Regions from separate parts of the Sus scrofa genome. Here all the other regions are linked to region 3. The links are chromatin contacts, called in public promoter capture Hi-C maps. All regions are on one chromosome and are shown on one strand. Each heading gives the region's core, a stretch centred on a gene start, on an enhancer-like site or on the middle of the called end of the contact. The rest is flanking DNA. Distances are from core to core; before and after follow the strand shown.

What was found. Promoter capture Hi-C pulls out the DNA fragments that hold promoters and counts their contacts.
Region 1: a promoter capture Hi-C map of fetal liver shows a contact between it and region 3, with 5 times the contacts expected there. The contact joins the promoter of HEY2 here to the promoter of RNF146 in region 3. A contact is called at or near these places in 1 of 5 promoter capture datasets (fetal liver) and 1 of 2 datasets of contacts at active chromatin or transcription factors (alveolar macrophages).
Region 2: a promoter capture Hi-C map of liver shows a contact between it and region 3, with 6 times the contacts expected there. The contact joins the promoter of HINT3 here to the promoter of RNF146 in region 3. A contact is called at or near these places in 1 of 5 promoter capture datasets (liver), 1 of 47 Hi-C or Micro-C datasets (liver) and 1 of 2 datasets of contacts at active chromatin or transcription factors (alveolar macrophages).
Region 4: a contact with region 3 is called in a promoter capture Hi-C map of liver, with 5 times the contacts expected there. The contact joins the promoter of TRMT11 here to the promoter of RNF146 in region 3. A contact is called at or near these places in 3 of 5 promoter capture datasets (fetal liver, fetal skeletal muscle and liver) and 2 of 2 datasets of contacts at active chromatin or transcription factors (alveolar macrophages and skeletal muscle).

The regions. Positions count from the first base shown.
Region 1 is chr1:37,228,752-37,235,468 of Sscrofa11.1, forward strand. It overlaps HEY2 (hes related family bHLH transcription factor with YRPW motif 2), which reads right to left and starts at 2,570. Exons shown (of 5, transcript NM_001243329.1): 1 at 2,343-2,570; 2 at 338-416; 3 at 126-209. The coding sequence starts at 2,425. It overlaps LOC110260189 (a long non-coding RNA gene), which reads left to right and starts at 2,914. Exons shown (of 5, transcript XR_002343031.1): 1 at 2,914-3,256.
Region 2 is chr1:37,020,901-37,028,174 of Sscrofa11.1, forward strand. HINT3 (histidine triad nucleotide-binding protein 3) reads right to left here and starts at 3,303. Exons shown (of 5, transcript XM_001928728.4): 1 at 2,821-3,303. The coding sequence starts at 3,021.
Region 3 is chr1:35,925,051-35,931,917 of Sscrofa11.1, forward strand. RNF146 (E3 ubiquitin-protein ligase RNF146) reads right to left here and starts at 1,957. Exons shown (of 4, transcript XM_021088514.1): 1 at 1,850-1,957. It overlaps LOC110260186 (a long non-coding RNA gene), which reads left to right and starts at 1,968. Exons shown (of 2, transcript XR_002343011.1): 1 at 1,968-2,060; 2 at 2,149-2,361.
Region 4 is chr1:36,997,797-37,005,245 of Sscrofa11.1, forward strand. TRMT11 (tRNA (guanine(10)-N2)-methyltransferase homolog) reads right to left here and starts at 4,283. Exons shown (of 13, transcript XM_013992581.2): 1 at 4,138-4,283. The coding sequence starts at 4,209.

The DNA of each region.
Region 1 (6,717 bases), core at 1,320-3,819, 1.3 Mb after region 3:
CTGTGCCAGATCAGGGCACATACACCATTATTTTAATGAGCTTTAACAAGAACCCACATTCCCAGATGAGAGAATCAGATTTTTTCAGCTCTTTGGTGGGGTGGTCAGGGGTGGGGGCAGCTTACTTGTTTTTCAAAAGCGGTTGGCACCAGTCGTCTCAACTCAGATAAACTGTTATTTATCCGATCTCGACGCCTTTTCTCTATTATCTATTCCCCGAAAAGCAAAACAACAACAAAACTTTGTGAATACACATGTGATAAAATTACTCATAATGGAAAAATACAACTGCTACACATTAGGCTAGATTAAATGAAATAAAAAAAAAATCACATACCCCTCTCCTTTTCTTTCTTGCCATAATCTGAGATGTCGTTGTTGGAGAATTCGATCTAATCACAGAGCTAGTACTTTGCCTATGAAATAAGAAAAGTCTGTCAGGTGCTGCGTTGACAGTTGTTTCTTTTGGGGGCTTGATGGCATGCATTAAACATTCAGATTAGTTTAGGTCAGTTTTTTTTTTATTCTTGGTCAGTGTTTTTTTATTCTTCATTCTTGCTCTTAACAGACTTTGCTTTCAACCCTTTTATCTCTTTTCAGGTAGGAATCATGCCTTTTTTCCTTTCAATTTTAATGAGTAATCCAGATGCCAAATCCACTGGCAACAATGTCCCTAAACTTTTATTAAGTCTCCCAGTGAAATAATTATTGGCAGTCGGGGTGAGAAATTAGGCATTAGCACTTTCTAGTTTCCCTCATAAATGTTTCTTAAAAGTCAAATAATCTCTAATAGCATCCCTCCTCCTCCATCTGGGCAGACCCACTGAACAAAGCAAAGCTATTTTAAAATAAAGGCCATGTTCAGCACCACTATCAAACAGATATACAGTCATCCCATGTCAATGTGTTGTCCCTAGATGCAATCTTTAAAATAAACAGAAGTTACCCTACTATTTCAAAACTTCAATTAGTCATACAGGAGAAAAAAATGACAAATTCAATGTTTTCTATACTAATCTTTCAAAAGAATGCCCCCAAATTAAATACGCCACTGATAGAAAAAGTAAATTAGATGAACTACTAGGTGAAAGTTTTACTTTGAAAATAAAACTCTGAGTATTTCTCAGCCTTCAATCTAAGCTTAAACCTTTCAGAGTTGTAGTCCATCTTGAGCGTGCTAATGAAAAATATTTTATATTGCAAGTTCAGTCAAATCACTACCTTGTCACTTTTAATTTTTACAATCCTTTCTAGCTTGTATCTGCTTCTCTTCATAATTCATGGATACTGCTTCTTCATGTTCTCAAATTCTCCAGGTTCCTGTTATTCTCTTTCATTTTAGAAATGTTGCACACACCAGGTTCTTATTACCTCACCTTCTCACTTCTGGATCTTATTTCTGAATTAACTGTTCCCTTCATTCCCACCCCTTCTCAACTGGTGTCACCTTTCACATGACATCTTTTGTTTTTCAGATCTCATTTTTTAAGATGACACAACACTTTAATGATTAGAAGATACTTTGCAAACAACGTTTCATGTAAGTGTCTTTGCTTCTGCTGATTCCAGACTAAAGTTTGTACATATTAAAATAATAATATTGAAAGAAAACTAGTTTTCCAAAGGTGGAAAGAATTTTGCTCTTTGAGTGACAGCTGCAGATAAATAATTAAGGTGCTTCTGGGGATGCCAATTAGAAGCAATTATCATCTGACCCGCCTCCGCACTAAAACGCCTCCGTAACCTCTGTCACTGGAAAGTGGAGGTCTGGCTTTCCTGATCACGACCCCGATCTTTTTCCAGACTTAAGAACAAGCAAAGATGATGCCCGAAACGATCCTTCCATCTGTCACCCACTCTCCCGTCAGCCAAGTCACAGAGGATCAACCTGGAAATCTCAACCTACTTATCCTTAACATAGCAACTTGCTTTAATTTCTCCAAAAAGCAAGCCATCTTTCGGTCCCTTTTTTAAAAAAATCAATTTTAAAAATCTTCGTCTGGCTTATTTTGAAAATGTTTCTAAAGACAATTTCGGTGTCTCCCGGACGTGCCAGTCCGCGCGCCCAACGCTGACAGCCGAGGACCCTCCTTCGCCAACTCCTGCACTCTTTCGGCCGCGTCCAGAGTCCTCTCCGCCCCACCCCTACAGTGAAAACCCAAATGCCTCGCCCCACCCCAACGCGCGCTCCGCGAGCGCCCACCACTCAGTCTTTCCGGCAAAAGCTTCCCCCCTCGGCTAGGACTGGGCGGAGAGGAACCTCGGGATTTCCAAGGAGCCGCTCGTACATGAAACTCCCGGACGCCTTGGGCTCCAGACAGCTCCGCCGAGCCCGCGCTCACCCCGAGTAATTGTTTTCGCTCCCCACGTCGATAGTCTCGTCCATGTCGCTCTCAGAGGTGGTCTCCTCGCAAGGGCGCTTCATTGCGGCCCAGACCGCGCGGAGCGCAGCCCGGCCAAAACTAGGGACGCCGAGGTGGATGCAGCGTCCTCCCGGTCTGCCTGCCTCCTCCCTGGAACCGGCGACAGCGCGGTCCCGCGGCGGCGCGCTCGGCTCCTCGCCGCTCTTTCCCACGCCGCAGCCCAGCGCGGCCGCAAGAGCCGGCGCCAGCCACGCCTCCCCGCGCGGGCGGGGGCCCCTCTCCCGCCTCCGCGCGCAGGCCCCCGTGGCCGGGTCTGGCACCGCCTCCTTGAGGGTCGGCGTGGCCCGCGATTGGCTTGAGCGGAGGGGCGGGGCCGCGCTCGCCAATGCCCGCCTCGGACCTGGGACGGAGGCGTGGGAACGCGTTCGCGCATCTGGGCCCAGAGAGCTGAGCGCGGGCTGGGAGAGGCCGCGGCGGGCGTGAGCGCGAAGTTGCTAACTCTAGATAGGGAAGCGCGCGGACGTGGGCGCGGGCGCGGGCGCGGAGGGAAGGGGGCGGGCCGGGTGGGGCGGGCTCTGGACCGCAGGTTTTGGCGCTCCTTCGCACCGGGCTCTCTGCGGCCGAAGTTTCAGGCGTATGCTAATAACCCCCGGCGCGTGGCTGAGTGTGAGCGAGCGTGTGGGACGTCGGGAGGCGTCGTGGATTAACTGAACCGCCACACTCGGCTGTCCCTTGTCTGGACCAAAACTGCTGACTGACCCTGGCGGTCACATTTGCCCTCTGGGGTTTTTGAAAACCTTAAATCAAAGTTACTTTTCTCCCTGGCAACTCCCAAGGCTACTTCCGCGGCCTCTGGGCTGTGAACTGATAAGGACGTGAGTTTTCCCGACCAGGTACTTAACCGCTGGCGGTCGGAGGGTCTGAGAGACCGGCCACCAGGCGATTTTCGATTTGCTCTGAATCAGTTCTTTCCATTTAACCACTGGGGCTGTGGATGATAGATCCCGCTGAGTAGACTGTGGGCTGGAGTTTTGTCTACTCTGGAGGCAGAAAGGACTAGAGCAGTGATGCGGGTATTTCAGGACAGTTTTAGTAGTTCTTCAAGTTCGAGTCTTCCGGGCTTGGATTATCCAGATAATTGTAGTTCTCCACACCCCTGGGTTTGTGTAGTCGCAGCGGTAGAGTTAATTAGAATCCCGGAGTGAAAAAAAAATCGCGCTTGAAAAATTCGTGTCCAGTTTTTAGTGCATTGGACAGTGTGCGTTGTATAAAACTCTAGATGTGCTTTTAAAACATGTTTTTAAGCTGTTCTTTCTCTCCATGCTGAGTTTTGGGGGTTTTTGTTTTTGTTTTGAACCGCCTACGCCGCTGTATCTCTGTGAGGGCAGCCCGGGTCGGTTTGCCAGCCCGGGCGCCGCGGTAGCGGTCTGCGCTCACCGGCTTGGTCGCGGTCGAGCCCGAGACTCCACTCTTTGCCCTGGGACAGCTCTGTGCTTAGTGCGGAAAACCGTCAGAGAGAGGCGTCTATCAATATTCACCACGACCCCACGCCACAGACGATTCTTATTTTATTGGGGATCTGCTTAGGGCGTCCTTCTGACATTACATTCTCTCCCCGGACAAGAGCGGCGCAGGGCGGAGAGAAGAGGAAGGACTTAAATACACCGGTCCGGGCGGGGGTGGGCCAGGGGAGAGCGGGAAGGACCTGTAGCCCGCGTGTTAAGCCCTTGTTAAACCACAAAACCCCTTCCCCACACGCCCTCGCCTCTTTTGTGTTGTTCCCACCGCGGCGCCTGCAATAACAGTGTGAACAGAAACCCGAACCGTTTCATCCTGACTTCTGAAACTTAACACCGGGCCAAGCACACAGTCGGCGGGGCCGGGCGGGGCCTAGTGGGACTGGACTGGGTCAGCTCCGGGCTGCGGGGGGAGGTGACCCCCCAGCTCTGCCGTGGGCCTTGGGGCAGGTGTCCGGCCCGAGCAGGTCTCCAGGCCTTTGCCTCACTGCAGCCCGGGCTACCAGAGCCTGCTGCGCAGAGCTGAGCGGGTTCGCGCCACATCGGCTGCGACATCCCCCGGCGCCGATCGGCTCCCGGTTCATAGCCCGGAGAGGGATGTGCCCGACGCGCGCAAATTGCGGGTCCCACCTCTGCGGAGGATGCGCAGGAGGCTAGTCCCCTCGGGCCACGGGGGACACGTCGCTTCAGGCCTGGCGCGAGCTCAGCTTTCGTAACTTTCCTCAAAAAGTTTCCTCAAAGGCGGCGCATTTTTCTGAATGCCTACAGGTGCAGTTAACCTTGGCCACTGGCGATTCCAGACGCCTGGGGTAAATTCTAAGATCTTCACCGGAAAGGAAAAAAAAAAAAAAAAAAAAAAAAAAGTCGAGTTCTTTCTCACTGTACTAGTGTATTTAATTCAATACTTGCGGGAAAAAATTGCGAAGAGGGAAATGGTTTGCTTGCAATAAAGTAGCAACTGGTTAAAAATTTTCCATATTTGTCTTTTAAGACTTAACCACCGTACCATGTAATAAAGAAAAAGATGGCAGGGACGTCCGAAAAGCACACACGGATTTAATATAGCTTAGAGAATATGTTTTTAAAGTGTTTAGAACAGTGGTACGTGGCAAGTGCTATATACGTCTGTTGGACAAGAATGCAAAAGGCAAAAGACCTCGGCGTTTTGAACACTGCCAAAACAATAATATGCTCACTTATCTCCAAAATACTTAATCGCAATTAGGCAGCATGGGGTTTTTTAATAGGTCTTTAATTCCGCTCAAATATCCCATTTATCTATCCCCTAGTCAGGCGACTTATCTAAGACTGAAAGTGCTTCTCGGGAGGGAGAAACGGAGGAAACTCTGTAAAATGTCCCAGCATACCTAAAAACAGTGGTTGATTGTCAGGGGTAGGGGAGCGAGGTGTAGGGTTGGCTTCTGCGGAGAAAAAGAAAAGAGAATGAGAAAACCGCGGGATTTCAAGTTTCCTCGCCCCCCAGACGTTCTTTTCATCGAAAGTTGGTTGGAGGCTTAGTAAGAGCCCAGGCAGAAGAAAAGACGTCCGCGTGCAGAGCAAACCACAATTCTTTCCTTTTCAAAGATTTGTAAGAGATACTTAGACCAAAAGATACGGAGAACTTTCCTGCAAACCATTTTCCTGAACTGCCATTAGGAAGGAAGTCCAGAAAGATCTAAAGGAAATGGAGGAAGGAAGACAGATGCCTTCCTGAATCTGGTCCTCTCATCCCCGTTTTGTCCTCGTGCGATTTAACTCACTTTTGACATGAGAGTGACATGTCAAATGTCGAGATCTGGAAACATCAAACTGAGTGGTGCCCATCCTCCTCCCCAACTCTTCCTGCACCCATTTAATGTAAAGTTACAGTTTTTGCACCTGTGTATCTGGCCATCTTGACCATCTTGACCCGGTCGTATCTTGTCCCATGAAATTTGAGTTTTGTTGCATAAATGAATGACATGATTACTTTGCAGCATTTTAAACCTCTCCTTGTGGCATTTTTGGAAGGAACCGGGATTTTTTTTTTTTTTTAAATTCTTGTCTGCTTTTTCCTCATTAGAGCACTGATTTTTCAGGATTAACGGTCACACTTTGTTATTTGTTGCTTCTCTGAATCCTTTGAGACGCTGCTTACAGTTACTTAAAAAGTGTTGGCGACTTGAGTCTTTGGGTTCCTTAGAAAGTCACCAAGGCATGACACCAGTTTTTAAAAATGTTTTAACTTAGCTTCTCAGTGAAATACAGGCAGCTCTGTTGTTTAAATGCTTTATGTTAGTTTGAGAAGGCTAAATGCACATAGTTCAAATTGAGAAATCAATTTTGCCCTTTCTGAAATATAAGTATTTACACAGCTTTTCTTGCAAAAGGAAGGCAAGGGGATCATCCCAGACAAGCTGATCTTATTTACAATTGCTGGGGCAGGTGACATGCACGTGCATCTGTGGGCGGCCTTGTTGGGCTGGCTTCCTTGACTACAAGGCTATTGTGAATTGGCAATGCTTTTAAGTGTGTGAGAATGCTGCACCCTGAGTAGAGGCCAAGGGCAAGATCCTTATAAATTTCAATACTTTTCTCAACATCGGGCAGGCAGCAGGCAGGCCAGAGTAGGGTCACTGTGTAACACATATTTGCAAACCAGTAATGCAAAACAAAGCTGGAAGCAAGGGCAAATTTAGGCCCACCAACCTTGAAGTCATCCATAAATGGGAACTGCTTTACCAGTTAACAATTATCCTTGCCTGGTTAGCGACACAAAGCGAAATGTATTTCTTGGCCTTCCTCAATAGGTGTTACTTATCACATCAGAAGCTCCAAGGTAGGAAATCTAAGACCCA
Region 2 (7,274 bases), core at 2,053-4,552, 1.1 Mb after region 3:
ACGTCTGCAACCTACACAGCTCACAACAATGCGGGATCCTTAACTCCCTGAGTGGGGCCAGGGGTTGAAACTGCATCTTCATGGATACTAGTCTGGTTTGTTAACCACTGAGCCATGATGGGAATTCCTCCCATTTTTATTGTTCACCATCTAATAAACTACGAATTTCACTTATTATGTGTTTCATTTGTTATCTATTTCCTGTAAGTAGAATGTAAGCTCCATGAGGACAGGGATTTCTGCACATTTTATTTACTGCTGTGTCCCAGTGTCTCCAACAGTGCCTGGTACACAAAAGGCACCTATTCAAATATTGAATAATGGATGAGTGGCTGGGTTTCCTCTTTCCCAGGGACAAAGCTCTACCACCCTGAACCATTTTAAACCTCTCTCCATTGGCACCTTCCCATCAGCATTTAAACACACCAGTTTTCACTGTTTTTAAACGCTTTCTCTTAACCCACTTCGTCCTATAGTTAACACTCCACTTCCCTTCTCCCCAAGAGTGCTAAACTTCCTTCAAAAGTTGTCTATATTTGCTGCCTTCAATTTTTCATCCTCCAAGTTCTTATCAACTACAATCTGCTTTCTGCTCATGATTGCACCACAACTGCTTTCCTAAAGGTCAGTGACCATCATTCTGGGGACAAAACCAGTTCTAATCTAGCTTGGCCTCTCTGTAAGCAGAGTGGAGAGCTACCTAACCCTGATTGGAGGATTTGGGAAGGCTCAAACAGTTACCAATTCCTATCTTCTTGACATAGTTTCCCCTCTATTTCTTCGTCCCCTTTTCAGATCCTCTGCCTCTCTCTTATGTTGCTAGTGTTCTTTAGAGTTCAGTGTAGGGGTCCTTTCACATCTTACTCCACATATACTCCTAGGTGGTCTCATTAATTCTCCTCTTTTCAATTTCAATCTATAAACTGGCAGTTCCTATAGTCTAGGCTGGAAATGCAGATCTTGCCAGTGTCAGACTCCTAAATATCCTTAAATTGATGCCCTTTTCTTCATCCCACTACATTCTATTATTATTCTTTATTTCAGGCCGTCATCAAGGTGGATTACTTGAAAAGCCTCATAACCAAACTCCATGCCTTCAGATTGGTCCTCTCCAAATCATTCTCCACAATAGTGCCAGATGATCTTTCAAAGAGCAATCCCTTTCTTGTAACTCCTCATCCTCTTCCTTCCCACCCAGCATGAATGGTAGCATTAAACATTCTACTGTAGAGCTTCTCTTCACTCTTCAAATAAAGCCAAAACTCCTTAACATGAATTACAATATCCTTAATAATATGGCCCCTTGCCTACCTCTCCAGCCTCGTCTTTCATGACTCATCCCCGCAAACTTTATGCTCCAGTTAGACTGAATTTCTTTCTGTTCTCCTATAGCAGAAACCAAACCACTTGAGGTCCTCTTAGAGGGAACTTCTCTCCTCCTCCTCACCTGGCCAATACCTATTTATTTTTTCATGCCTCACTTCCTCTGGAAAACCTTCCCCAACCCTTCAAATCTGGGTCAGGTACCCCTCCACAGGGGAGCCTTGCAAAATAGTACAGGTGGTAAAACTATTTCACCACAGCACAGGGCACTGGAATCAGCTGCCTCCTCTGTCTGTATTCATTCCACCCTTTAGATTATAAAATCTAGACAGGGACTATCCTTTACCTTGCTCACCACTGAATCTCCAACAGTGCTTGGAAGGAATTCAATTTACTTTTAACAAGTGAATGGGAGTTCTCTGGTGGACTAGCAGTTAAGGACTCAGTGTTGTCACCGCAACCTTGGGTTTATCCTGACCTGGGAACTTCCGAGTGCTATGCCATGGCCAAAAAAAAAAAAAAAAAAAAAGGATAAAATAAAACAAAAACAAGTGAATGAATGTTTACTTCAAAAACAAAACAAGACCAGACTCTGGAGCTGATTCTCTCAAAAGACTGTTTCTTCAAAGGTAAGCAGAGTTGGTAGAAGAAAGTGACTAACAGATATGTGTTTTAAAATATTTGGGGAGTTCCCATCGTGGCACAGTGGTTAACGAATCTGACTAGGAACCATGAGGTTGCGGGTTCCATCCCTAGCCTTGCTCAGTGGGTTAAGGATCCGGCGTTACCATGAGCTGTGGTGTAGGTCGCAGACACGGCTCTGATCCCGTGTTGCTGTGGCTCTGGCATAGGCTTGGCAGCTACAGCTCTGATTAGACCCCTAGCCTGGGAACCTCCATATGCAGCGGGAGCGGCCCTAGAAAAGTCGAAAAGACTAAATAAATAAATACATACATACATACATAAAATACCTGGGTAAAGTCTTAATGCTCTGAAAATGTCCATACATTCCAATTAATAACACTTCTAAAGCACTGGACCCTTTAGTGGAAATCATTACTAAGTAGCAGTTCGTACTAATAGTGGACCCGCTCCTGCCAGCCTATTTTCAATCAATCTAACAGACTTTTCACGATTACCATTATCTATTTTCTACTAGTTTTATCTTCAGTATCAGTATTAAGAGTGCATAACGTAAAAGCAATATCTAAAAAGGAGAGACTGGGAGGGAGAGAACCCTTTAATAAAATGAGGCCATACGTGCTATTTTCTACCAATTATCACTACATGTTCTCCCCTAAGAACAGCAAAGAGGCCGCAGGTGACCCTCCCCGCCCCTAGAGAAGCAACTCCGTCGCGAACACTAGAACACCCGGGCGCCCCCCGCTTCATTTACATAGGACCCTCCCACCCGATCCCCCCCATCGAGGCCCTCCTGGCGGAGTCCCCAGGAGCGATCAGGCCCCCACCCACGCCCAGTCGCGCGTTGCCGCCCACCTCACAGTACAGGAGTTCCGTGCCGGGTTCCTGCTGCCCCGCGATCCGGCAGAACACGCACTTTCTACTGTAGCCCTCGCGCTCCGATGACTCTGCGGCGACCGTGGTGGTCCCCGCTGGAGACCCCGAGGTGTCTGCAGTCGCTGCTGCTTCAAGGCGTGCACATGACTTCGCAAAATCGCCTTCCCACTCCTCCGCCATCTCTGCCCCCGCGCGGCTCAAAGCCTCAGGCTTCTCCCGGACAGCGGGGCCCACGTAGAGTTCCCCTCCTGCACCTCCTCGATTTCACCTCGAGGCGTCGCCTCTAGCCTGGCGCTTGGCGAGTCAGCGCGTTGGGCGCCCGCGCAGTTGGAGGCTGACGCCAGAGCTAGAGCGACTCTCGGCGGAGCTGCAAAGCCATAGGCTGTGGCCCACACGCCAGCAACCACGAGGGGGCGTGAGAGGGCGCGACCGGCAGGAGCCGGAGGCCTTGGCGGCAGTCGCCCCGCCCCTTGCGTCTCCCTGGTAACAGCGCACGACGTCCCCCAAAACGCAGACTCGCGCCGCACGTCACAGTGACCGCACCGGCGCGCGGTATCCTGGGTCCAGAAGGAACTTGGCAGTTTTCAGCGTCGTTTCGCAGAACCCTGTAACGTATAAGGTGTCCCGGAGTGAATTATGATGTCGTAAGAAAAAGTTTTTTAAAACTTAGGATTTAAGAGAATGAACAAAATTTCCAGAACTTTGTTTCAACTCAGATCATATTTGAAGCTTTGTTTATGCATTTTCAGCCAGGATAATTTTGGGTGCTAAGCTCAAAATATGAAACTGAACGTCACCTCTGTCTTTGCCTTTTTTTTTTTTTTTTTAAGGGCCGTAGCTACGACTTATGGAATTTCCCAGGTTAGGGCATTGGTCTTCTGTTGTTGTAAACAGCACCAACTAGATCAAAATAGTGGGCTTTAATCTCATTCTTCATACCCAGGAAATTCGGAATCCTATAGTTTATAGTCCGAAATATTCCAGAAATTCACTGCGAGTGCTTTTTTTTTGCCTCACTTGGACAACTGCAATATCTTTCAGACTCTTTTCCCTCCTTGATTTTTCTGCCACTTGGACAAAAATCCTGTGTTTCCAACCTGGGTTCCTGGACTCCTCACTCAGTAGAAATTGCTAAGAGGCCAGATAAGAAATTCGGGCATGACTTTACTGGGGCTGTGCTATAGTGCACCAGAGAGGGAAAACAAGAAACAGGTTTCCTTGCATGCTCCCTGGGGTGCACAGGGCAAGCTGGTTCCTTAAATGTGATGAGGATAGGGGTGAATACATGAGTCTGGCCAGAAGGATGGCTCACGTGGTCTTCCCATCCCTTTAGTGGTGCTTTGTGTAGCCGTCTTGCACAATAACCTGCTTTTGCTCCCTTTACCTCAGAGGTGGCAGTTGGGTTTTTGGTCTTTTTGTTTATTGTTTTTTTTACAATTTGCCCCAGCGGTAGAGGCACAGTTGTTTTTAGTCCCTTATAGTTTCTTTGTAGTTTGTTGCTCAGGAAATGTTTGGGGAGAAGTTTTGTCCAGGTATAAGCACTGCAACAAAGGGTCCCAGGTCCAATCCCTCTCACCTGCAGTAACTATCTAGCCTGAAAAAGTACCAGCTCCTTAGCTTGACATTCAAGGTGGACTCTGATTTAACCTCAGCTTTTCATTTTGTAATACTTAGCATTTTCTGAATGCCTAAAACATGCCATGATTTTCTCTATCAGAACAAGTAAGGTTGGTTTTATAATTCCTGCTACAGAGATGAAGAAACAAACTTGAAAGATTTGTCTAATACCATACAATAATTATTGGTAGCGATGGAATTCAGATAAGGGTTTGTGTAACTACAGAATTCATCAGCCTTTTGAACACGGGATTCCTTTTATTAACACTGCAAACTTTCTTAGACTAGCTCATCATAGTAGTTCTACACTTGGTATTTATTGATTTAGAAAGTATATAACAGTGTTCTATTATGAATTCAGTAGCGTTTTTGAAGGAATTTATGTTATATTAATCAAAAGCACTAATGTGTTTTTAAATTAGTTGTAATATGTGTTTAAGACATTTGTCAGTCTTTTTATATTTTGCCAGTATTTTGGAAAAGCACTGTAACAGCTTCATAGTCCTTCAGGAGTCCAAGGCAGGATTCAGAATCAGTACATTACTTTGCTCAACTTAAGCATCCAATGTTTCCGTGTGTGTAGCACACTTTCACTTCTTTCTGCTTTTATCTACACTCTCCCCTCTGAAATATGCTTTCTTCTCTTTCTGCACATCCAAATTCCATCTTCCAAGCCACTCCTCAAGTGTTTCCTCCTTCATGAAATTTTCTTTACTTAATCAAACTGAAACATTTCCTCTTGTGAATTCACTTAGCAATTTTTCAATACTTTTCTTACAGAACTTATCACTTTGTAATGTATACTCTTTGTGTGCATATTTTTCTTACTGGAAATTATGTTCCTTGATAAAAAGAGCAAGTTCTTAGCATCTCCTGTAGCACCTAGTACAGTGCTTTCCATGTAGTTGTCTAATGAACCAAAGACTGATTAGGAGTAAGGCAGCTGCATAGGAGTATTCAGGTTGTCCACTGTACAAGAACATCACAATTAAGAATGTCCTAATTGACATCGTAAGACATGTATTAATATATATAAAAGCACAGACAGGCCTGGAGATTCCAGACCTCTTGGCCAAGTTCTGGAGCAGTGGAAAGTTGACTCGTACAAAAACCCACATTGGCTGCATATGGACACACACACATACTCAGGAAACCATTCATCTGTATACTGCCACACACCTGCATGAGGTGTACCTGTTCTGACCATGTTCCTAGTGACACCTGGGATTGCTTCGCCCAGTTTCCTGATACTTTCACCAAAACCTGCTTCCAATTCCCCAACCTTGGACTTGATGTAGTTCCCTACAGTAAAGGAGGAACAGTAAAAAGTATTTAAAGATTGCGTGGAGTATGTGTCCTGGTGTGGAAGCAGGCAAAAGTATAGGCATCGTATGTGTACAGGTAGAGTGGCTGCCAGCTGTTTTTCTGGATAGAGCCCCTTGGAAATAGTCATTTGGGTTGTGTGACAAGAAACTAACTTTAAATTTTATTTGCAAAATGGAGTGCTGTTTAGCACTGTTTTCTAATTGCCAAAGGGCACTGTATGGGCTAGTAGCAGCCCTGCTTCAGAGCATGCCTTGGGGTTAGACAGCCACATAGCTTATCATCTGTGAAGACCTGGCTAAGTTTTCATCTCTTTCTGCTGAGGCTTTCTATTTCTTCATGTATACAGTGAGGATAATAATAATGCCTAATGCAAACTTTTTTTGTGAGAACTAAAGCCTGGCCGCTTGGCACAAAACCGTCAATGAATGTTAACAATTATTACCAATAGTAGTGATTGTATGTAAAATGATTTAAGTCATCAGATGGTTCACTTTCACTTGAATACAGAAGCTGTAGTGCTCCTATCTATAACAGAGACCAGGTTGTGCTTTGGCAATGTCTTTTATCCTGTGTGATGCTAACTGGAATAAACGTAAAGCAATTAATCATCTGGTTTTTACTTTAGAAAATAATGTTTCCATTTAGAGTCAAGGTTCTTATTTGCCGAAGTGTTTCCTATATAATAACTGAACAACTTGTAAATTTGAGTAATGGGAAATTTACCTATCATTCTTATATATTTAGCTACTTTTTTAGTTAAAATCACCACGGAGCAGAGGAGGGTGGGAACGTGAATGTATTGTATGTAGAGAGATGTATCAGAATGTCATCTTATTTGAAAATAATTTACCATGTGTATGTAAGTCACATTACCGTTAATCAGTAGCAAACATGGTAAGAGCCAACTTTGAACATCATACTATAATTAAAACACACCTTCATTCGTCTGTGCTTTTCTGTCACCTACTGATCCATTTCTCTGTCCTTCATTGTAACCAAAGTCCCCCCCCAAAGTTGGCTATACTCTTTTCTTTCCCTCTCCCCGCTTCTCTCACGCTGTCCCCCATCAGACTTTCCGTGCCATCATTCTACCCAAACGGTTGTGTCAAGGTGACCAGTGACCTCCATGTCACCAGATCTGATGGTCTCTTCTCAGTGCTCATCTTTTCAGCAAAAGTTGACTATTACCTCCCCCTTGATAAACTTTTCTTCTCTTGGTTTCCAGGATACCACACTTCCTCAGCTTTCCTCCTACTCGACTTGTTATTCTTTCTCAAGTCTCCTTGGCTGCTTCCCTTCTCCCAAACCTCTCTCATCACCAACGAGCTTTTGTCCTAGGTTTCTCTCTCCCTCTCTCGCTCGCTCTCTCTCTCTCATAAAAAATTATATACGTATTTAACATATACAACTTGATGATACCCTTTAGCTACGTGCACTTCCTAGGTGATCTCACACAGCCAGATGTCATCCCATTAGTCAGTGACAGCTGA
Region 3 (6,867 bases), core at 707-3,206:
AAAAACTGCCCCCTGCTTCTGTTAATTCAAGTTGATGAAAACTGAAACAAAATACTTTACCAGTTGACATACGTCCTCTAAAAAAACTCCCCCCAACCCATTTCTTCTTTTCTTCCTCTTGTCTTATGATCAGCTAATAGAAAAAAAGTTTGTTTTCCTGATGATTACAATTCTACCAAGTTTTTAATCAGTAGATATCAAAATCCCACGAATGTTTACTATTATTTTCATTTTGCCCACTACTTACATTGGCCCATTTGAAGCATAAATTCTAAATCAAAGACTGGGCTTAACCAAATGCTCCAATTTAAGGTGTACAACTTAAAACAAACATCCGAAATCTATTCCTAGAGTTGTTTTTCTTTCTGTTTTCCCTTTAAAATTAGATTTACTTGACCTATTTTCATGTGCTTTTAAAGCACCAGACACTCAATACAAACATTTGCTGCTCACAAAACAGCAAAGCCAACATCATAAATCCTGTTATTTGTGTAGGTCAATGTCTTCCTCTGTCCTATATGCTATGTCTTTTAAAAAGTCTAAATACAGATTTCCTTATTAAAAAAACCCGAAAAGTCTTAAGTCTTCCAGTTTCTTTAAGTACATACTGCTTTCAATGCGAATGTCATACTTTCACATCTTGTTTTATAAGTACACACATCGCAGGGGAAGGGGTCCACCGGGGCACCTGAAATGTCAATCATACAAAGACAAACCGTTTTTCTATCATTTCCTGGATAGCTTTTCTCAATTCCACAGTTTGAATATTACAAAAATATTACTGAACAAGATATTCGTACTTTGGAAACTTGAGAAGTGCTTACTAAAATGGCACTTAGGGAAAAGAAATAAAAATATACTAAAAGAGATATCAAGGAAAAAAAGATCTAGTTGCCAGTTGTGTATGTAAACTCAAAACAATTTTTCTGCCTTTCTCTAGATGCCCAAGGAAAATAAAATAGAACAACAATGGAAAACTCGTACTCTTTCAGACAGGATGGGGGGTAGGGAGAGAATTCCGCACCCAGCAACCAGAAGAACAAAGCAACAGCCTCCGCTTTTAAAATGTACTAAGGTTTTGGAGGCCCAACGGGTACTGAGAGATGTCTTAACAGTTCCGATGCTTTAGTAACAGCGCTGGGCTTAACCAGGATAAGGCAAGGAACTGCTTGTCGTATTAGGCAAGACCCAGAAACTCAGCAGGAGAAGGAGGGAAAGAGAGAAGAAAAAGAAGCCAAACATGCTCCAGAAAAAGACAAAATGCAGGAACTATACGCCCTGACCCAAGGCCCGGGTAGAGGCCTCTGCATGGGAAACAGGAAGTAGGATACCCCTCAAACCATGGCCGCCCCTAAATCTTAAAGCCATAAAGTCCTCGGGTAGGAGTCTGACACCACCGCTGAGGAGAGAGAGGGACCTGGCTGCCACCAGAGGCAGCGACAAGGAAGAGGCTGCGCAGTAATGGCCGCTGCTCCGCCTCTCGCACCCCGGCTGTGACCAGCTACCGGCGGTCGCCCAGGGCAGGGGCTGCGGCAGCCGCGGGCAACGCAGAGCTCGTCACTGTCTTCCTGCCTGTGACAGCGGCCAAGGTGGGGGCGGCGGGAAGCGATGAGCTGTCCCATCCTGCCTCGGCGCAACAGCCGCGGCCGCGCCGGCCCAAGGGCGTCCACCCACGTACCGGCCCCTGACCCCGCCGCCGCCCCTCTCAGGCCCGAGGCGCAGGGCAGACCCGGAGTGCGTCGCGGTTGGAAGTGACACCGCGAGCTATCACTAGTCTCCCCGAGTTAGGATCCCAGAGTGGCTGACTTTTACCCTAACCCCCCGCGAGGGTTTCCGTCCCGACTCCCACCTCTCTGGCCACAGCCGGCCGCCTTGCAGTCCTTTCTCTTCGGCCTCGGATCCCGCAGCGGCCGGGGACGCGCGCGGCCGTCACGTGACCGCTGGTCGCGTCGCGGGGGGCGGGGCCGCGCGAGGCGGAAGCAGCGCCGCGCACCGGGGAGCTCGCGCCAGCCCCGCCCCGGCTTATTTCCCCAAGTGCGAGCCCTGAAGCTTTCCGCAGGGTTCGTTCCTCCCTTATGCTACCTTCCGGGCCTTGCAGTTTTGCTGCTTGGATCTTTTTGACTGCTTTATATTTTGCTTTTCTTGTAGTTAGGTGCTGAAGAACTCTGAAAGGACGAAGGACCACCGGAGAGATTTGGGGCCGAGGCAGTAACATGCTGGACCAGCAGGTGGTGCTGCTGAGAAACCCAACTTCGAGACCCAGAAGAAACCCTTGGGTGCCTAACTGGATGTGGGGGTGATGAGTTCTTGGCAAAACTGCTTGTTCTTTTTCCAAAAATAAATAAATAATTTTTTTAAAAAGTCCTCTAGGAAGTTTATTCGTCTGAGTGGTTGAGCAATCTTTCCTTTGGGGCCTCTTTTTCTTAGACTAGGTCATAGGAAGCTGGAAGAACTGATTGTATTTTCTTAGTCGTAAAATGAAAAATGTAGAAGAGCATGCCTTTTATCTTTAAAAGAATATCTATTTCGACATTTCTTGCCAGTATCTTCTTAGTTGCAATGCTGTTGCATTTTGACCTCTCATTAGCTGGTTATTCAAGGTTGGGAAATGTTCAGCATTCTTATATATGTAGAAATATGTGGGGAAATATGTACATTTTCTTTTATTCTTTCTGTCTACCTATCTATCTGCATATCTCTCCATCAGAGTGCAAGAATGGAATTAACAGGAATCCCACTAAAATGCCCTTTCAGGCTTCTCACTCTCAGCCAGACCCCATAATCTTAGTCATTTCAGTGAATAGCTCCATCTTTCCTTAGTCAAACCTATCTTTAATTTCTCTCTTTCTCTTACGTCTCATATTCACTTTGCAAAGAATCTGTTGGCTCTTCAAAACACATTGAACATCTGACTACAATCTACATTATCTCTCGTTTGGATTATTGCAATGGCCCAGGGACTGGTTTTCTTGCCTCTGTCTTTGCTTTCCTTTGATTCTATTACTAACCCAGAGGGCAGAGTAAACTTAAAAAAAAAACAAAAAACAAAAACAGTCAGATCATACTACATCTCTGTTCGAAGTCTCCCGTGGCTTCCCAGAACAAAGCCAAAAACAAAGTCCTTAACAATGGCGACTCCCCTCCATTACCTCCTTGACTTCACAAACTGTTTGCTTAGCTTCGTGTTCAAAGAAGACTCTACATACCTTCTCAACCTCAGTCTCTGCAGTGTTTCTCCTGCTTGGAACGCTCTTCCTGATAGTGGCTTCCTCCCCCTGGGCTCAAATGCCATCTTTTCACTCAGGCCTTTCTTTGACACTCTATTTTAAATCATGACATTTCCACATTCCCAACATTTCTGACTTTCCTCCCCTTTTTCTCTTTAATACTTAGCACAATGTAGGGGATGACTTACGTTATTTAACTTTATTGTGTGTTTCTCCACACTGGAATATAAATCTCTCAGTGTCAAGATTTTGTGTTCTATTTTGTATTCCAACTTCCATAATAGTATCTGACACAGAGAGACTCTCTGTAAATATCCTGAATGATTGAATATGTGCACATACCTTTGTTTACTAAATAATATAGAAATGAATAAAAATGTTATTTGTCAGCAATTTATACAAAAAGAGGAAAATCAAGTGTATGGAATGTTATGCACCCCACTGCAACGGCCACCTGGAAGATAGGATGAGCTTCTCTCTATGAGAGAGGAGTGCACCTCTCCATATTGACAGAATTGTCTGAAAAGCAATTGGTTTCCAGTAATTGTTAAAACACCCAAACTTCCAAATGGTTTACTTAAAGAAATAAATCGGAGCCTAACAGATTCAAGTCATCTTTGTAATAATGTTACTGTCATTGGCATTCTGTTTTCAAAGATACAGGAGTTAACAACAGACTGCTAGGAATTGCTCTTTGATCATAACCTACTGCCTGGGTGTTGCCATTGTGGCTCGATGATGAACCACCTAATCTCCATGAGGATTCAGGTTTGATTCCTGACCTCGGTCAGTGGGTTAAGGGTTGGGTGTTGCCGTGAACTATGGTGTAGGTCACAGACTTGGCTTGGATCCTGCATTACTGTGGCTGTGGCATAGGCTGGCAGCTGCAGCTCTGATTTGACCCCTAGACTAGGAACTTCCATAGGCCACATGGGCAGCCCCAAAAAGAAAAAAAAAAAAAAAAAAGGAGGAAAAAAATCATAACTTACTGCCTATTTCCTAAAAGCATATAAAATGTGTTTGTGAATACCACACATCTCCTCCAGGCACCCCCTCCTTCCCATACTATTCTCCCAAGATATAAAAATGTTTGATGTTAATTTTTAGTTGAATAATCAAATATTCTTTCTGTTTAGTTAGTATCTGAAAGCATCTATGAAAACGTGCATGAGAAAACATGTGTTACAGTGGAAAATGTTTTGAAAGCCATTGATGTAGCAAGTCTAGGGCAGTTGTTTTCGGAGTGTTTCATTGTGTTCCCTGCGGGTCCTTGAGATCCATTTAGAAGATCCCAGAGGTAAAAATGATTTGGATAATAATACCTACAAAGACTTTAGCTTCTTTGTCCCCCACCCCCTGCCATTTTTCCCTCTTTCTTTTTAGTACAGTGGAGTTTTCCAGAGACTACATGATGCATGATATACCAAGAGATTGAATGTAGAGACAGATTTTAGAATTTGGCCATATTAATTAGGCCAGCTATTAAATAGATTTGCAAAACATAAAATAATACTGGGAGTTCCCGTCGTGGCTCAGTGGTTAACGAATCTGACTAGCATCCCATGAGGACGCAGATTCCATCCCTGGCCTTGCTTAGTGGGTTAAGGATTCGGCATTGCCACGAGCTGTGGTGTAGGTCGAAGATGCTGCTCAGATCCTGCGTTGCTGTGGCTGTGATGTAGGCCAGCAGCAACAGCTCCGATTTGACCCCTAGCCTGGGAACCTCCATATGCCGCAGGTGCATCCCTAAAAAGCAAACCCCCCCAAAAAAAAACATAAAATAATACTTCCAAGTTAACTTTGTTTTGAAAAATATAGTTATTTTTCAGAAAATATTTATGTGCTTAACATTAATGTGATTATTTTTATGAATTAATTTTAATTGATGTATTAATTTTATGAATTTAACAAATTAAATATTTCAAACAGTTCTCAGTTTTAGTTTGGTAAATATTAGTGGGTTAACATCTATAAATAACAATTCTTTTGAGCCTTTTCTAATTTTTAAGAGTATAAAGTGGTCCTGACACCAAAAAGTTTGGAGATATAGTTCTAGAATAGTCCAGAATAGTCTGGGACAGTTTCATGCACCAACCCTAAGCTAGATTTCTTCCCACATGCCAGCAATCATCTAATCACTGTGGACACAACTTTCTAATGTTTCTGGAAACAGAACAAACCAGATTCAGGAATGCACCAGTGATTATAGCTAGCAGATGATAAAAATAAATCCAAGGGGAAATTTTGGAAAGCAGTCTTTCAGCTGAAGATTTTGCTTCAAGAGCTGCTACATAGCTTGGTCTCTGTCCTACCATTTGATATTGTACTTACAGTAATCAAGTTATATATATACTTTTTTGGTAGAATTTCTTTTTCTTTTCTTTTTTTTTTTTTTGCTTTTTATGCACATGTGGCATATGGAAGTTCCCCAGGCTAGGGGTCAAATCTGAGCTGCAGCTGCCAGCCTATGCTACAGCCAGAGCAAGGCGGGAACAGAGCTACATCTGCAAACAATACCACAGCTCATGGCAACACCGGATCCTTAACCCACTGAGCCAGGCCAGAGATCAAACCCACATCCTCATGGATACTAGTCGGGTGCACTTCCTCTGAGCCACGAGGGGAACTCCTAGTAGAACTTCTTTTTTTTTTTTTTTTTTTTCCCACCCCCAGTCAAACCAACAGGAGAACTCACCTAAAACAGTCAACAATGAAACAGATCTCCAGTAGAACTTCTTTATAGGAGTTCCCGTCATGGCTCAGAGGAAACGAATCTGACTAGGATCCATGAGGATGCAGGTTCAATCCCTGGCCTTGCTCAGGGGGTTAAGGATCCAGTGTTGCCCTGAGCTGTGGTGTGGGTCACAGACACAGCTCAGATCTCACGTTGCTATGGCTGTGGTGTAGGCCAGCAGCTACAGTTCTGATTCAACCCCTAGTCAGGGAACCTCCATGTGCCAGGAGCGCAGTCCTAAAAAGACAAAAAGAAAAAAAATTTATTTGTAAATATTAGTTAGACAGACTTTCTTATGTTTTTCTTTTATCTAATGTGATAATCAGTGTTCTCTCTTTGACTAATTTTTATTTTTCTATTGCAGCCCCAGAAGCTACAACAGAATTATGACAATTGTGTGCCTGAGAAATAGTCTGACATAAAACAGTCACTGAGTCAGATTTTATAGTTTGACTATAAAGGCAAACATGACTTTCCTAACCCTGATTGTATATCTACATGATAGACGTATTGATTTTTAGATGTCTTCTGTTGATGATATTAGCTACCATGTTATCTCCAAAGACCATGCTTGTTTCATTAGACATGACCTCATTGAGTGTAGTATTGAAAGATAAGAAGAAATGCCTATTTAATTTATTGACAGAATTGTTTATTCTTTAAAGCAAGATTATTATTTTAATAAAAACTGACAGTGTATCCTCTTACATAAAGGAAATAACTTACAGTTATACAGGCAGCAAATACGTTTTGCAATGCCATATTTCCTCGAATGGGTTAGGAATTAGGAAATCAATGTTAAATGGTTTTATAATCACATATATTTGAATTTTTATTTATTTATGATATTATGTGCCTATCAATGATATTAGTTAATATTGTTATAACCTAGAAACTTGACATATT
Region 4 (7,449 bases), core at 3,033-5,532, 1.1 Mb after region 3:
TGCACACTGCCAGTGTGTGCAAATCAGAACAGAAACAGAACTTAAAGCCTGAAAATGGGTTCAAGTGATCCTAGATTGCTAATGTTCCTATCTTCAAGAGGATTTACATCATCCTAGCCCTCATTTTTTTCAAATAAATTTTCAAATATATCTGGCATATATTTTAAAAACACCCAGCACACATATGAAAAAGAGCCATGAGAAACAATACAGGAGTTCCCATTGCAGCTCAGCAGAAACGAATCTGACTAGTATCCATGAGGACACAGGTTTGATCCCTGGCCTCGCTTAACGGGTTAAGGATCCGGCACTGCTGTGAGCTGTGGTGTAGATTGCAGACACAGCTAGGATCTCGAGTTGCAGTGGTGTAGGCCAGGGGCTACAGCTCCGATTGCACCCCTAGCTTGGAAACCTCCATATGCCGCAGGTACAGCCCTAAAAAGACCAAAACGACAACAGAAAGAGAAAGAAACAGACCCATAGGACACTTTTATCAGTCACATACTTTAACATAACTGTGCTTCGTCTACTGAAGAGGATAAAAGACAAAATTAAGGATTTGGGAAGATGAAAAAAAGGAAACTGCACATTTGAAAAAGAATCAAGTAAAAAATATGAACATAGGTATTCCCATCGTGGCTCAGCGGAAACAAATCTGACTGGGAACCATGAAGTTGTGGCTTTGATCCCTGGCCTCGCTCAGTGTGTCAAGGATCTGGTGTTGCCATGAGCTGTGGTGTAGGTTGCAGACCCAGCTCAGATCTAGCATTGCTGTGGCTGTGGTGTAGGTCGGCAGCTGTAGCTCCAATTCCACCCCTAGCCTGGGAACCACTATATGCCGTGGGTGTGGCCCTAGAAAGACAAAAAGACAAAAAAAAAAAAAAAAAAAGAATATAACATAAACAAGTATGTGGATAAATCTAAATGAATACTGACTATAAAAAATCAATAGATTGAAGACTGGGATAGGAAAGACCCAAATTAAGAGGGCAAAATTGAGGGAATAATGGGGAATCAATTTTTGCTGCACCAAGTGTGGTGAAAAGGGGTAGGAGGGTGCAGAGGAGAAAATTGTGGGTCTGGAATGCCAGACTAGAGTTCCAGCCTTGGGACATCAAAGACATAAAAGAGAACTGAGCTTTTGGGAGACTGAACTGGCACAAGGGAAAGACACTTATTAAGAAGAATTTAAGAAGGAAGAAACAGGTAAAATCAGCAAGTATTAAGAATGTTATTTTGAAGACTGCAGCCTAACCACTCCATTCTCCCTGCATTGCCTAAATATAGGCACTTACACTCCTTGGCTTCTCTCTAGTTCCACCTCAGTATCCTCTAAGTGGTATCCTCTCTCTGGTACTCGAGAATTATCTTTCTAAAACACAAATGATTGCTAGTCATTTCCTGATTTAAAAGAAAAAAAAAATCTTGTTACTTCCTGACTTGAAAAGAAAAAAAAAAAAAAAGTCAATGCCCCCTCCCCATTAAACCTAAAATAAAATCCAAAGTTCTCATTGTGGTTTGGCAGTAATGAACCTGACTAGTAACCATGAGGATGTGGGTTCAAACCTGGCCTTGTTCAGTGGTTAAAGAATCTGGCATTGCCATGAGCTGTGGTACAGACTGGCAGCTACAGTTCCAGTTCAACCCCTAGCTTGGGAACCTCCATGTGCCTCGGACGCAGCCCTAAAAAGACAAAAATAAAATCAAAATTCCTCCCAATGGTTTCAAAACACTCCAAAATCTGGATCCTACCTACCTCTCTAGCCTTACTGCCTGTTACTTCATCCTCCTCTCTCACACATCCCACACCCCAAACCACCATAATCAACCTGTGCCTCTATGCTCGTTTTAGTTTCTTACTGAAGTGGGCTTTCCAGTCTTTTTCATCCCCAGAATATCTCCTTCATCAACTAAGATCTAATTAAAATATTACTTCCTCCATGAAAATCTATGTCCCTGCACCCCCACCTTGCCAATGCACCTCCCTAGCAGGACATTAGTCCTGAATCAATGCCACAATCTTCCTTCAAAACTCCTAAGGCCATGGAGTTGAACAAAACTGAAGAAAATCACAAAATCTTGGCACAATTACAAATATATGCTCTTCACCCAAAGCTGGGTTTTCAGCATTGCTCTAACACCTGAGTTCTTCTTTATTCAATTGTTTAGCTCTTCACTCCCTCTTTTGTTCAATGATTATTTCAAGTTTTACTATTTTTCTCAATTTTTCCATTCAGCTGCTTGGTCCCCCATCTCTCAAGAAATAACCCTGACTCATTCATTACCCAGAAAACAGGCCCTTGGATAGCTACCCACACCCATCCTAGCTCTCCTCCCCCCATGCTCCCCTTCTATTGAAAGATCAACACCCCCCACCATGTCCTTATATCCATTTTCCCTTTCCCTTCCAGCCTACAAACAAGCCAATTTCTACAAGAGGGATATAGATTCTCCCTAGGTCCCCCTCAAATTATTAACCAATCTTACTTTCCCTTCTTATGTTAAAAAGTAATCTATCTCCCCTCGTTTTCCAGCCACCACTAACCCAAGAAACCTGGCTTCTCCCCACTAAAACTGCACATCAGCTCTAGCAAAATCCTAAAACTTGACTCTCTTGATTTCTATGGTCTCACCCACTTCCTATTCTGACACTTGCCTATTTTCTTGATGATCTCCTCTGCCCATGTCCCCTTAATATCAATGGTTCCAAGTACCTGTATTTGGCCCAACCACTCTTCTGACACTAGGCTTTCTCTGATTAACTTAATTTTCTCTCCTAGTGTTCATATGCAGAATATGCAGGTTATTTACCTGTCCATGAGACTCTAAGATCTACACATACTCACATTCGGTGCCTCCTGGTCATCTCCATTTGATGCTACACCAGCATATCAAATTCAGCATAGCCAAAATTTAAATCTTACACCTGCCTGTACCCTCTATTTTAAATAGAAATACCCTTATATCCATCCCAGCAATCACCCTTGACTGGTCCCTCTTCCCTCAACATTCAATCAATCATAAAGCCCTTATGACTTATCACCTAAATATTTCCCCAGTCGATCCCATCCTCTTATCCCTTGTCCTAGTTCAGGCCTTCCTAATCTATTAATAAGACTATTTCAACAGATTCCTAACTCCTTATTCTTCTCCAATCTATCCTCTATTTTGCTGCCAAAGTGATTTTTTAAAAAAATCTGATTCTGTCACTTCCTTGAAAATTTTTCAATAAAGTCCCCTTCCAAGCTCCAGAGTATTTAAAGTTCTGCATTTTCTGAACACTACCCTCCTCTCCTGCTCTCTTCTTGTAATCCCTTGCTACATATTTGGTAATCCAATAATAATGAACAGCTTGTAATTCTATTTTACTTATGTCTCTCTTTGGCCTAGCTAACTCCTACTCATCTTTTAGATTACAGTTCAAGTGCCATATCCTCCTGGGAGCCATCTTAATGACCAACACTCCCCCCCTCAGGTGGATCAGATTTCCCTTCTATATGCTCTGACATTTTCCTGCATATATCACTGCGTTTACCAACGTTATTTCATAATGCTATGTTTATGCACCTGCTCACCCCTTAGCCTAAACAGTAAACTCCTTTAAGGCAAACATGGTCACCGTTATATCCTCAGGGCCCAGCACATTCGATAACAAGTACTCTGAAAACGTTTCCAGAATCAAAAAATAAAACACTTTCCTCAACTTTTCCATCATCTAACTCTATCACCCACCACCACCACCACTCCCACCCCCACTAAATCTGACCCGAATATTCGATACTTGAAACACTACCCGGAGGATTTCTGTCTGCTGTCTCTATTCTCCGCTTGACTAAGAATTCCTCCAGGAAGAGGACGGGTCATTTTTACCTGCCTAACTCCACTGCCCGGCACCTGGGCAGGGGAGTGAATGAAAATGCTTAGTAAGGCTGAGAGAGGCTGTCTCGGACTTCTCTCTTACACATCCTCCGCCGAGATCAGATCTGTCCCGGGGCCCAAGGACTGCGGGAACTCCTGATGTTCCCGCAAGCACAGACACCCCCTATCCCTGCGGGCTCAGGATGAGCTGGTTGCCTCCACCCCCACGCCAACCCCAACCGCGCCGTCCTCTTCCGCTGAAAGCGGTGGAGGACTCACCGGTAGGCGGAATTCCAGGTGCTCCTGTGCCATGAGCAGCAAATACCTGTTCAAGGAACTCGGCAGCGCCATGGCACCGACCCACGGTGCGCCGGCGCGGCCCGCGGGGCCTTACCCCTTGTTCCCCTACACCATTTCCGCTGAGGCGGAGCCTGAGGAGCCGGAAGCGGAAGTGGGGGGGTTGGACGCTGTCCTGAAGTTCCTCCGTAAGGGTCTTGAGCCCCGAGACTCCCGGAATGGTTGTGTTGCCTGCCAGGTGCTTTCTGCTAAAGATCACGATGTACCACGTGTTGGAGTGAGGATCTGTGTTGTATTCAGGAGCAAGGTGCGGTGAGCCAGTTTTTAGTTCGCACACCTGGAATGTACTACTTTTCCCGCAGTTCTTCAACTCCTGGTTCTTAAAAACTTAACTAAAATTTCACTTTTTTTCCGTGCAGACCTCTCTAAACACTCTAGGCTTTGGGGGCTGACTTAGCTGGACCACTCATTTAACATTTGGTATACTTCTTGTATTCTTGCAATAGCTTTCAAGGATATGTGCCTTGTAAGCCAATTAGAGTGCGCTCTTGAGGAAAGAGATCTCTTAAGATTCATTTTGTGCCTCACAGAAAACAAAGCAGTGTCCACCTCAGAGTAAGTACAATTGATCCTTGAACAACAGAGGTTTGAACTGCTCCGGGTACAATTGTATGTGACTTTTTTTCAGCGAGTGGTGCTATAGTACTACAAGATTAGAAACTGAAGGGCCAACCCTAAAGTTATACACAGATTTTTAACTTTGCAGAGGATGGATGTTCCTAATTCCCCTCACCCACTGCCTGCCTTGTTCAAGGGTCAACTGTGCTTATTAGCTTGTGTTGTTAGATTCCCATGACCAGTCCGCAGCCAACTGTATTATTATGTTCCATGATGGAAGTTGCTTCTAACTATTAACACCAGTACAGATTTCATAGTAGCAGACAGTTAATAAATTTTAACAATTTGCGTATTCTATATCTATGTTGCTGCTTTTGAAAGTACTAAGTCCTTCGTGCTTTTGAGACCTTTTATCTTTTGCATTCCACATATCATACAAAGCACAAGAGTAAGTATTCTGCATTTTCCCCGCATCAAGTGTCAGGATCATAGTTACTGCTTTCTAGTCGTGATTACTAGCATAGGCTGTTGTCAGTCTTGGGTTCAAACTTTAAGTTCCACTAATTACTATCTGGTATGCTCTCAAGCAGATTTCTTTGCTTCTTTTAGCCTGTTTTATCTGAGATGGAATAATACTGCCTCCCTCAATGTACGTAAGGTGTTTAATATAGTGTATGGGGCAATAAATAGCATTTAAGGAGATTTTTCTTCTCTTAACCTCCATGAGAATTCCTCTTAACAAGCCCTCTACTTTTGTTAGGATAGATGTCTTTTTTCTGTTTTGTTTTGTTTTTTAAATGGCTACACCTGAGGCATATGTAGGTTCCCGGGGCCAGGGATTGAATCTGAGCCATAGCTGCAAGCTACACCTCAGCTGTGGTAAGGGCAGATCCTTCTAAGCTGCAGCACAAGGCTGGGAATTGGACCCTACCCCCTCTGCAGCAACCTGAGCTGGTACAGTCATATTCTTAACTCACTGCACCATGACAGGAACTCCCAGGAAAGATGTCTTGATAAGTCCCCTTGAGTCAAGTGAGTCTCTGAGGAGCATATATGTCTCTTGGCCCCAAGGCTTCAGAGAGGGGGAATAAAAGTACTCTCTGACACATGAAAAGGTTATTAACTCTTTTGAGAAGAGGGGTCAAGGTAGGCAGAGAACAAATGCAATGTTAGGGAAAGGATGTGCAGGGTTGATGTGCCCCATCCAAAACTTGTCAGAATTACCAAACCCACATGAGATTTTGATGGGACAACTTTTTAGGGGGTATCAAAGAGGTGCTCATTTTCATGGCTGGATTGATATGATGTTGTGCAGAGATAGCAACTGAGAATACAGGACCTAGGAGAACCCAGATGAATTCAAGTTTTACTGATTTTTCACATAAGATCCTTTGAGCTAAGGTTCATGAGGAAAGGTCTTATTGGCCTTGTGTTGGAAATGGAGTAAAAGATTGAAACCATTTTTGGTATCTTGCAGTCTAAATCTCACTGCAAACAGAAGAATGAAATTAAGGGCTGGCCCAAAGAAGAAAGGCATCTCTAATTTTAGCAGGCCCTAGTTTAGGCTCCTTTTGGAAAACTGTTCCTATTTCATGCAGTTGCTGAGATTGGGGAGAGTTGTTCTCCTCTAGCCTAACTCCATCTGCCTGGAAATGTATGGCTTTTGATTATTTGAATTGTGGCAGCATCAGATTTTAAGGATGATCAGAAGAGAAGGATGAAGTTCCAGCCTGTTTCCCTTCACATTTTTAATTTTTTTTTTAATGCACAGATACTGCTTCACCTGAGGCAAATTAGTTGCTCTAGTTTGCAATTAGGGCTTCCGGTTTGTTCTGGTGCTTCTTCTGACCAGAGGATGAGATCTACGTTTCTTCACTTCTGGAGATCTTGTTTGTTGGAAATTTGACCTCAAGGAGCCGAGTTATACTTAAACCCATTGCAGTTACTTAAGTTTGAACTGATGACTCAGAGTCCCATCTTGTCAGGTTTGTTTCCTGAGAGCAGCTAGTGTTTTTTTCTCTCTTCTCTTCTTCCTGAATTATCTTCATTAAGATTGAAGATACTATACCATGGTCTTAGAGTAAAACGGTGAAAATGTTGTGCCCTAAATGGCCAGTGTTCAAAATTTTGTGTGTGTGTGTGTGTTTTTGCCATTTCTTGGGCCGCTCCCGTGGCATATGGAGGTTCCCAGGCTAGGGGTACAGTCGGAGCTGTAGCCACTGGCCTACACCAGAGCCACAGCAACACGGGATCCGGTCCACGTCTGCAACCTACACCACAGCTTATGGCAACGCTGGATCCTTAACCCACTGAGCAAGGCCAGGGATCGAATCTACAACCTCATGGTTCCTAGTTGGATTCGTTAACCACTGAGCCACGATGGGAACTCCCCAGTGTTCAAATTTAACTAACCATTCCAAATTTTGTCTCTGGTTTGAAGTTTGTTGTCACTAGTTAAAATCCATACTAATAATCAAAAATAAAAAATAAAAAAAGATTGAAGATACTGAAGACCATTCTAGAAACTTATTAAATAAAAGCTCCAGGCTTTAACTTTGTAGCTTAGGCAGCTTTGCACATCTTTGAATGGAATGCCATTTATTACTTCTCTTGGGCAACACTTGTGTACTAGGGATAAGTTCACAGTGCACTTGCTTCATTTGAGTTAGATCTTTC